Regions from separate parts of the Gossypium hirsutum genome. Here region 2 is linked to region 1. The links are chromatin contacts, called in public Hi-C maps. All regions are on one chromosome and are shown on one strand. Each heading gives the region's core, a stretch centred on a gene start, on an enhancer-like site or on the middle of the called end of the contact. The rest is flanking DNA. Distances are from core to core; before and after follow the strand shown. Region 1 holds the start of LOC107948066. Region 2 holds the start of LOC121228189 (chaperone protein dnaJ 16).

Evidence for each region. A called contact is a pair of places that touch in the nucleus more often than the background predicts.
Region 2: a Hi-C map of leaf shows a contact between it and region 1, with 2.5 times the contacts expected there. The contact joins the promoter of LOC121228189 here to the promoter of LOC107948066 in region 1. A contact is called at or near these places in 3 of 34 Hi-C or Micro-C datasets (hypocotyl and leaf).

Annotation. Positions count from the first base shown.
Region 1 is chrA04:79,166,750-79,170,741 of Gossypium_hirsutum_v2.1, reverse strand. It overlaps LOC107948066, which reads left to right and starts at 1,723. Exons shown (of 7, transcript XR_005925714.1): 1 at 1,723-2,551; 2 at 2,646-2,842.
Region 2 is chrA04:80,137,186-80,141,177 of Gossypium_hirsutum_v2.1, reverse strand. It overlaps LOC121228189 (chaperone protein dnaJ 16), which reads right to left and starts at 2,308. Exons shown (of 12, transcript XM_041111456.1): 1 at 1,544-2,308; 2 at 617-740. The coding sequence starts at 1,683. TRNAQ-UUG (transfer RNA glutamine (anticodon UUG)) reads left to right here and starts at 2,657; the gene lies at 2,657-2,728.

The sequences.
Region 1 (3,992 bases), core at 474-2,973:
GTTGATACAAGGAAATTATGTAATTGAGACTATTATTAAACTCAAGTGTGACATGTCGAGAAAATAGATATATCAATGTTGAATTTATATGAGATATGTGCAAGTATACTAACAATGTTGTTGTTTGATGCTTATACAAGTGCCAAATTGTTGATTGAATGGTAATATATTTATTTTATATGATGCATTGGATCGGTAAGTATTTTAATTTTTTTAAGTGATCTGCAAATGGTAGTAATGCTCCGAAACCCTATTCTGGCAGCGGATACGGGTTAGGGGTGTTACACAGATTTTTTTTTGGCATTTAGTAAATTCAAGCTAGGCTCGGGCCAAAAATGTCTTACCTGAGGCCTGACCCATTTTTAAAACGAGCCTTATATTTGTCCAAGCCTATTTTTCGGGCCTATATTTTTGCCCAAACCCTCCCACTTTTTGAACTCGACCTATGAACATGTCTAATATATATATACTATAGCAATTTAAAGTTACAATTAAAGAAAGCGTTCCAATGTGGCACGGCCAAGAAAAGGTCATTTGGCACGCAAGTCATTTGTCAGGTGACTTTATTGACTAAAGTTTAAAATAAATATTATTTCAATCTAATCTCCTTATAAAAATATATCAACATTAAATACCCATTAATATAATAAAGAACATACATGTCAATTAGAGGTGTGCATGGGTCGGGTCGGGTCAGGCCCAACTAAAAATTTAGGCCCGTTTGCTAGGCCCAGGCCTGGCCCAACCCGAAAAATAGGCGTAAAATTTTACCCAAGTTCGGCCCTAATAAAAATGTTAAAACCCGAGCCCGACCTGACCCGACCCGCCCATATTAATTTTTATATTATTTTTATATAATTTTAATATATATATAAACCATCAAAAATACTAAAAACATCAAAATAAATATTTTTCAACAAATTGAAAATAAATTTTAAAAAATATGTATACTTAAATAACACTAAAATAGATACAATTTAACAAGCAAATGCCTCTAAAATAATAACAAAATTAGCAAATGTCTTTAAAATAATAAAAAAATTAACAATAAAATAAGTTTTATATAATATCCAAACAATAACAACAAAATAATAGCAATATAATAGTAAAATAGTAGCAAATAGGGAGAAAATAATATTAATTTTTTTTTCATTTAGTGAATTCGGGCCAGCCGGGCAGGGCAAAAATGCCTTACCCGACGCCAGGCCCTTTTTTTTAAACGGGCCTTATTTTTTTGCCCAAGCCCATTTTTTGGGCCAATATTTTTTCCCAAACCCTCCCACATTTCGGGCGGGCCTTCGTACCCCGGCCATGCACACCTCTAATATCAATAATCTCCACTATAATTGATTCTAATCATAGGTTATGAAAAAATATATAAATATATTTTTTCTCTTTTTAATCTTTAATTTATATTCTATCTTTTTTTTATGGGTAACCCTAAAATTATTATCAAATCATTCAAGTTTATTTTAAATATTACTTTCTTTTTATCTTAATTTATATTAATTTGAATTTGAATTATCTTTATAAAAATTAAAAATTTATATTTTTAACAATATTATTTATAAAAGTTTAGAAAATTTATATAAATTTTAACAATTTAAGATAATATATTTTAATAATTGAAATATTTAGTAAAAATCATTTAATTTTTATATACATAAATTTAATATATCATAATGGAAAATGGAGCATAGTTAAGCTTAAAAGATATATATTCAAATAAAAAGGTCCGTTTAACTTGCTTCCTTTCCAAAAGTGCCCCATCCTGCCGCTCCACCCCCGTCACTACCTCCCCTCCCCTGTGGTGCTCTCTCTGAACTCTTATCCCCCACCGCTAACAACACCAACCCTGCAATGGCGGCCGCCGCAGCAGCAACTATTTCCTCCGACTCTCTAGCCACAGTTTCGGACGGCCCCGTCCTTAGCTTCATCAACAAACGCCTCCGTGCCCTACGCAAGAAATACAACCGCATTCTCCAAATGGAAGAATCGGTCTCCCAAGGCAAAACTTTGAACAAAGAACAAGAAGATGTCCTCCGTTCCAAACCCACCGTATCTGCCCTTATTGATGAACTCGAGAAGCTTCTCCAGCCTCTTTCTTCCGCTGTCTCCGAAGAAATCTCACTCGCCTTACAGCGTCAAACCGTTTCATCATCAGAAACAACCTCTCAAGCCCAACCTGACAAGACTGAACCCCAAGAACAACTGCCCAATGTCCCCGATCATGCCATTGAGGATCTCCTCAATCTTCTCTATTTCGGGTCGTTGTTCGATGTCAAGTCTCAGAGTGATTTTACCTCCACCATGTTGACGAGGACCCACGAGAGAGGCTGCTGCTTGACTTACGATTACGTTACCGACGACGCTACCGATCTGCTTAACGAGAAAGATTTGGATTTGATTTCGACGCTGAGTGGACTATTGACTTCGCGGCCGGCTGATTCCAGTTTGTCTCATAAGAACGCTTTGCACCGTTGTATCCAGCATGCTATGCTTTGGCTTTCTAACTCTGACCAGCCTGTTGACCCCAATGCCGACGTTTCATGTATTCATCCGCTCTAATCATTTTCGTAGCTATTATAATTATGTACTTATTGTTCAATTTCTAGCTTTTCTGATTTGAGAGTTCTTTGCTGCAGATGCTGGGTTGAGAGAGAGGCTTAACAAGATTATGGCTTTGGATTATTTTACAACCACGCCGGAGATAAAGGATCCTGCTGAAGTGGCGGCTGCTGCTGCTGCTGGGACTTATACTTCTTTCCAGGTTCCGGTGCACGCTGTGCCCACTTCCGTGCCTGTTCAGGTGGAAGACTCGGTTGGGCAGTACCAGCAGAAGGTATTAACTTTGTTTTAGTTCAAAATAAAAGGAGTGGGGTTTTGTGGTTAGTGTATTTTTACTTTTGCATTTTGTTTCTGATATATGTTTTAGTATAAAAACTTTGGTTTCCCTTTTGTTCTGTACAGTTATCATTACCGAAATGATTGTTAATTTGTTTTGTTTGATGCAAATACATTGAGGTCTTGGTTTTCAGCTATATAACCTAGAGAGGGGGAAAGAAAATCAGAGAATTCTTAGAGTTTCTTTATATATAAGTTAATTGTAAACGAAAGTTGGAGAAACAAAATTTATTATGCCAGCAACCCACTAAATTATTTGTTAATTTTTGTTTATTGTGAAGTTAAGAGTTACTGCAGCGGGATTAGAGAGTTTAATTTCCTTAATAGCATTTTGGATTTTCTAATTGTCTATCCAACATCAATTTTATTTGTTTCTCTATCTGTAGCCTGCAGATAGAATTAGACCCTCAATCTATATTCCTTTATGCACAAAATGTTGTTTAAATATGAGCTCATTAAATTTGAATTTAGCCATTATGTCCAGAAAGAAATATTGTACTTATGTGCATAGCAAATACATGTTGAAACAGTGAGGAGCTGTGTTTCTTGCTTCAGAAATAATTTTTCCCCCTGTGTGCAACAGCACATAAAATTTTTGAAACAGTGAATAATCGTGCTTGCTGTAGATCCTTATGTGTTGGTTAATATCATTGTTGTTTTGGTATTACATGAAATTATAAATCGTTTATGCTTTGCAATTGGAGGAAAATATTAATAACTCACATTGGTTGCTAGATTTTTTAGACATCAACATTGTGAACTCTGTCTAGTCTTCTTTTTCTTATGAATAAGACACACACAAATGTTTCTAGTGTATTAGCAAATCTACCTTGTATAGTGTCCTCCTTTTTTTCTTGGAAGGAATGAGGTTGTTTAAGCAAGTTTCTTTTATTGTTGAATGAAACCAAGTCTAAGACTGCTAAACATGAATTATTTGTAGATGGAGGTACAGGAGAAAGTATTGGGGTTGGGGAGGCAAGATTTGTAAAATGTTGGTACAGAATGTATAAATTACCTAAGATTGAAGTAGTTAACAACCTTGCAGGCAGAATGGCTAAAAGATCTCATGAAATAGTTTTTTATTAGTG
Region 2 (3,992 bases), core at 1,059-3,558, 970 kb before region 1:
TAAATTTAATGCTTTATCAATCAAGCTCGGTCATGCAAGATGGAACTTTAACAGTTTTAAAAGTGGAAGAACAGGATTCTCTAAAGCCTCCAAGTGCAACCAGTGTTGCTAAGGTGCTGTGCCTTAACCATGAAAGACACTTTGATGAAGTGCATGCTAAATGCACCTAACACTTTTTATAAGGTGCTAGGCAGAAAAGGATCGCCTGCCTGAAGTTCTCTTTAACAATTAAACATTTATTGTGTTCAATTAACTGTATCTTTACCAGTAAAAAAGGGAATGATGAGCTGCATATTGGCCAATAAAAGAAAAAGAAAATCTAGCATGTTTGTGGGATAATTTATACCACTTGTTAGAGTTTATTATCATAATTACATGTCTTAAGTTTTCTTTTTATAAATACACAAAGCTACAAAAATATACAGACATATATACTTGTTGTTCCCAACTTCATGCAGGAGGGCTTTTTTTACACCTTGAACCTCAAGCAATATAAAGGTTCTAGCACCTAGATTGTGCCTTGGGCTCTTGGCATCACTGAATGCAACAGTAAGAAAATCAGAGATAACCATCAGGCAAAATAATTCTTCAGAAAGTAGATGCATGTATAGCTTACCTCAAAACCAGCAGTGTCATACTGGCGTCTTTTATCCGGATCAGACAATATATTATAAGAAAATGTAACCTCCTTGAACATATCAGCTGCAACAGGATCATTTCCATTCTTATCAGGATGGTACCTGAAAGAGCTAAGATTAGCATTTATAGCACAGCCGCCTGAATACAGCAAGTTTTTTGAGTGTATAACCAGAACTTTATATGCTTAATGTCAAGAGATGTCCAACGTGAACTATCTGAAAAGTAGTCCATGCCATACATTGTCTGTCCCAAATCACATATTTCATTTGTCATAGCTGCTTGCTGGAAAGGAGCATCATCAAGGCAAATAAACCATTCTGTGGACACATGTTGGAAACAATCATTTGGATACTTTAGTTATGGTTTTATCTGTTGTTTGACAAGTATTCCGGATATCCAACCAGTCACTAAAGGCCAGCGTTATTCTGCTTCGAATGCTTATCCCTGCACAAGCATGGTATAGGACACCTGATCTAAGCAAAATCTGTTGTCTAACTGGCAAATACCAACACTAAAAATCTGAAGCTTGGCCAAGTCCTCCACAGCTATTGCTATATGTTGATAAATGACTCTCCTACACACTATCATTGGGAAGGCAAACCATCACACCGAACCCCAATCACTCATAAATCTCCAGTTATGGTTCGAAAATGCCATCCAAATTCCGGTTCTAAATACTTGGTATACTCCACGTACGCAAGTGAATTTACCTTATAATTAACCATAGTTATCAATATGCTCAAACTAGTGTACCCTGATGTACCCTAAAGAAATCACTAAAAACTCTTAACAAAAACACCAAGAATTCGAACATAGGAACACCTTTAAACTTATAAAGGAAAAAGACCGAAAATTTACAATTAAAATTTTTTTTAAAAAAAAAGGTAAGAAAAACTAAACATACTTGAGAGCCATTTTTCTGTACGCGCTCTTAATTTCCTGATCCGTAGAGTTTCTCAAGACCCCAAGCACCTCATAAGGATCTCGACGAAGATGCTTCGCCATGCCATCGTTTTTCTCCGACTTGGATCGATGTGGCGGCATTTTTCTGTAGACACCACCAAACAAAAAACTAAACCGGAAAATTGTTCTATTTTAAGGTAAGAAACCCTAGAAATCCAAAACCTTAAACTAAATTCCAAAAACGGAATGGAAATTAACTCCCTTATGTCTCCACCACATTTCAACAAAGTAGGAGACTTTTTTAGGGGTTAAGAAGCGAAAAAGGAAAGATTCAGGTGCATTGAGAAGAGAAGATAGAAAGAGGAAACTCCATGGGACTTCCAAGCTGGAGGTTTGATAGAGAGAAGAGAAAGAAAGAGGAGGAAAAATTGGAGGGGAAATTAATTAGGTGCAATGTTAATATTTTAACATATTCATTTTTTAAATTTAAATTTGAGACAACCTATATCGTCATTGGTTTATAAATATTTTCAAAAACCAAAATTCAATGGCTATGCGTTTATCTGAACAGTACCATTGCAGTATGGAGATTGCACACTGCGCACTGCAGTCTGCAGTCTGCAGTCTGCAAACGCATATCTGCTTGCATTGGCACGTGTCATGGGATCGAGGAGCACGTGGGTGCGCAATGCGCATAATTTGCATTCCTCGTTGAAGCGGGATTTTGAAAAACATGGAAATTGTTTTTTTATACAAAAAAGAAAGTGAAATTGTTTAATTTTATTATTTAAATTATTGGATTATAAAAATAATTACAAATATAATTAAAGGTACCCACAAAATTACTTAAATATATATATAAATTAAACAAAATCATGAAAAAACATAAGATGTTGAAGTTTTTATAGCACAAATTACTAGTTTATTAAAAATTATATAAATACATAAATTACCGAACCTAATTCTCTCAATTGCAAACAGTGAATAATGATCTTGTTGCATGATTTAGAATCATCCGATCACTAACTTGCAGATTATTCTTATTCCCATTGAAAATCCTTTTATTTCCTCTACTTTGATTTTAAATTAAGATTTATATCTTATAAGCATTGGAGGTTCTATGGTGTAGTGGTTAGCACTCTGGACTTTGAATCCAGCGACCTGGGTTCGACTCCCGGTAGGACCTTTTTTGTTCACCTTAAAATGCGATATTTAAAAGAAAAATGGTTATTAATTTTATCATAATTCGGTTATTGGAGTAAAATTTAAGTGGCTTTCTATTTTTTCATAATTTTTTTATGATTAATATTTTAACAATCACCGTTATATTTCATGCTCTAGTTATATAAATTATATATGTCAAGTTTGATATAAATTAAAAAATTTTAACTATTTATTTTATGAAAAAAAGACTTTCAATTATCAAATATATGTTATTATAAACAATACTTTAGATTGATATGATGTAGATACTGACTCGATTAAAAATTTTGCATGCATGATAAGTACAAATATTTTAAAAAAATTCAACTATTAGATCGTTAAAATATTAATAGCATAAAAAAGTTATCAATGGTGTAAAACAACTTAAGTTTTACATTGTATAAGTGAATTCCTCCCCATAATTTTTTGAATGTTTATAATTTATATTTATAATTGTGATTATGCCTATAATTATATAATTGTTTGATCAAAACCAATCTAATCTTCAAGTATAGTTGCTATTGGTAGGGCTGCAAATGAATCAAGCTTGAACGAACAACCCTTTGTTCATGTTCAATTTGTGTTCGTTAAAAATTTTAAATTTTTTGTTCATGTTCGTTTATTTAAATTTATGTGTGTTCATATTCGTTTGTTTAAAATTCACGAACATTAAACAACATGTTCATGAACATATAATTGAAAATGTTCACGAACAATATTAATGAATAATAAACAAACATATAATAAATAAATACATACACACAGATATTATTTCAATATTTTTATAAGAAAATATCATTAATAAATAAACGAGTCATAAACAAGCTTATAAACGAGCCAATAAACGAGTTTATTCGTGAACATAAACGAACCGAACACACGTATGTTGGTATTCACTCATTTATTAAACAAATATAAAAATTTTGTTCATACTTATTTATTTAGCTTAGTAAACGAACGTTATACAAGTGGTTCATCGAACATTTTATTCATTTACACCCCTAACTATTAGTTTTCAAAGCCGAACTTCCATATATCTATAATATCAATATTATTAAAAGCTCAAAGATTTTAACATATACATGAATGTTGAACTAATTTTATAAACTCATAATAATACATTTTGAAATATTTAAATCAAATCTATTAAATTTAAAATGATTAAAATTATATTTATTAAGATGTTAATCCATCACATTTTAAAATATACAAATGTACCATTATAAAATTATGTTGCTTCAAAAATA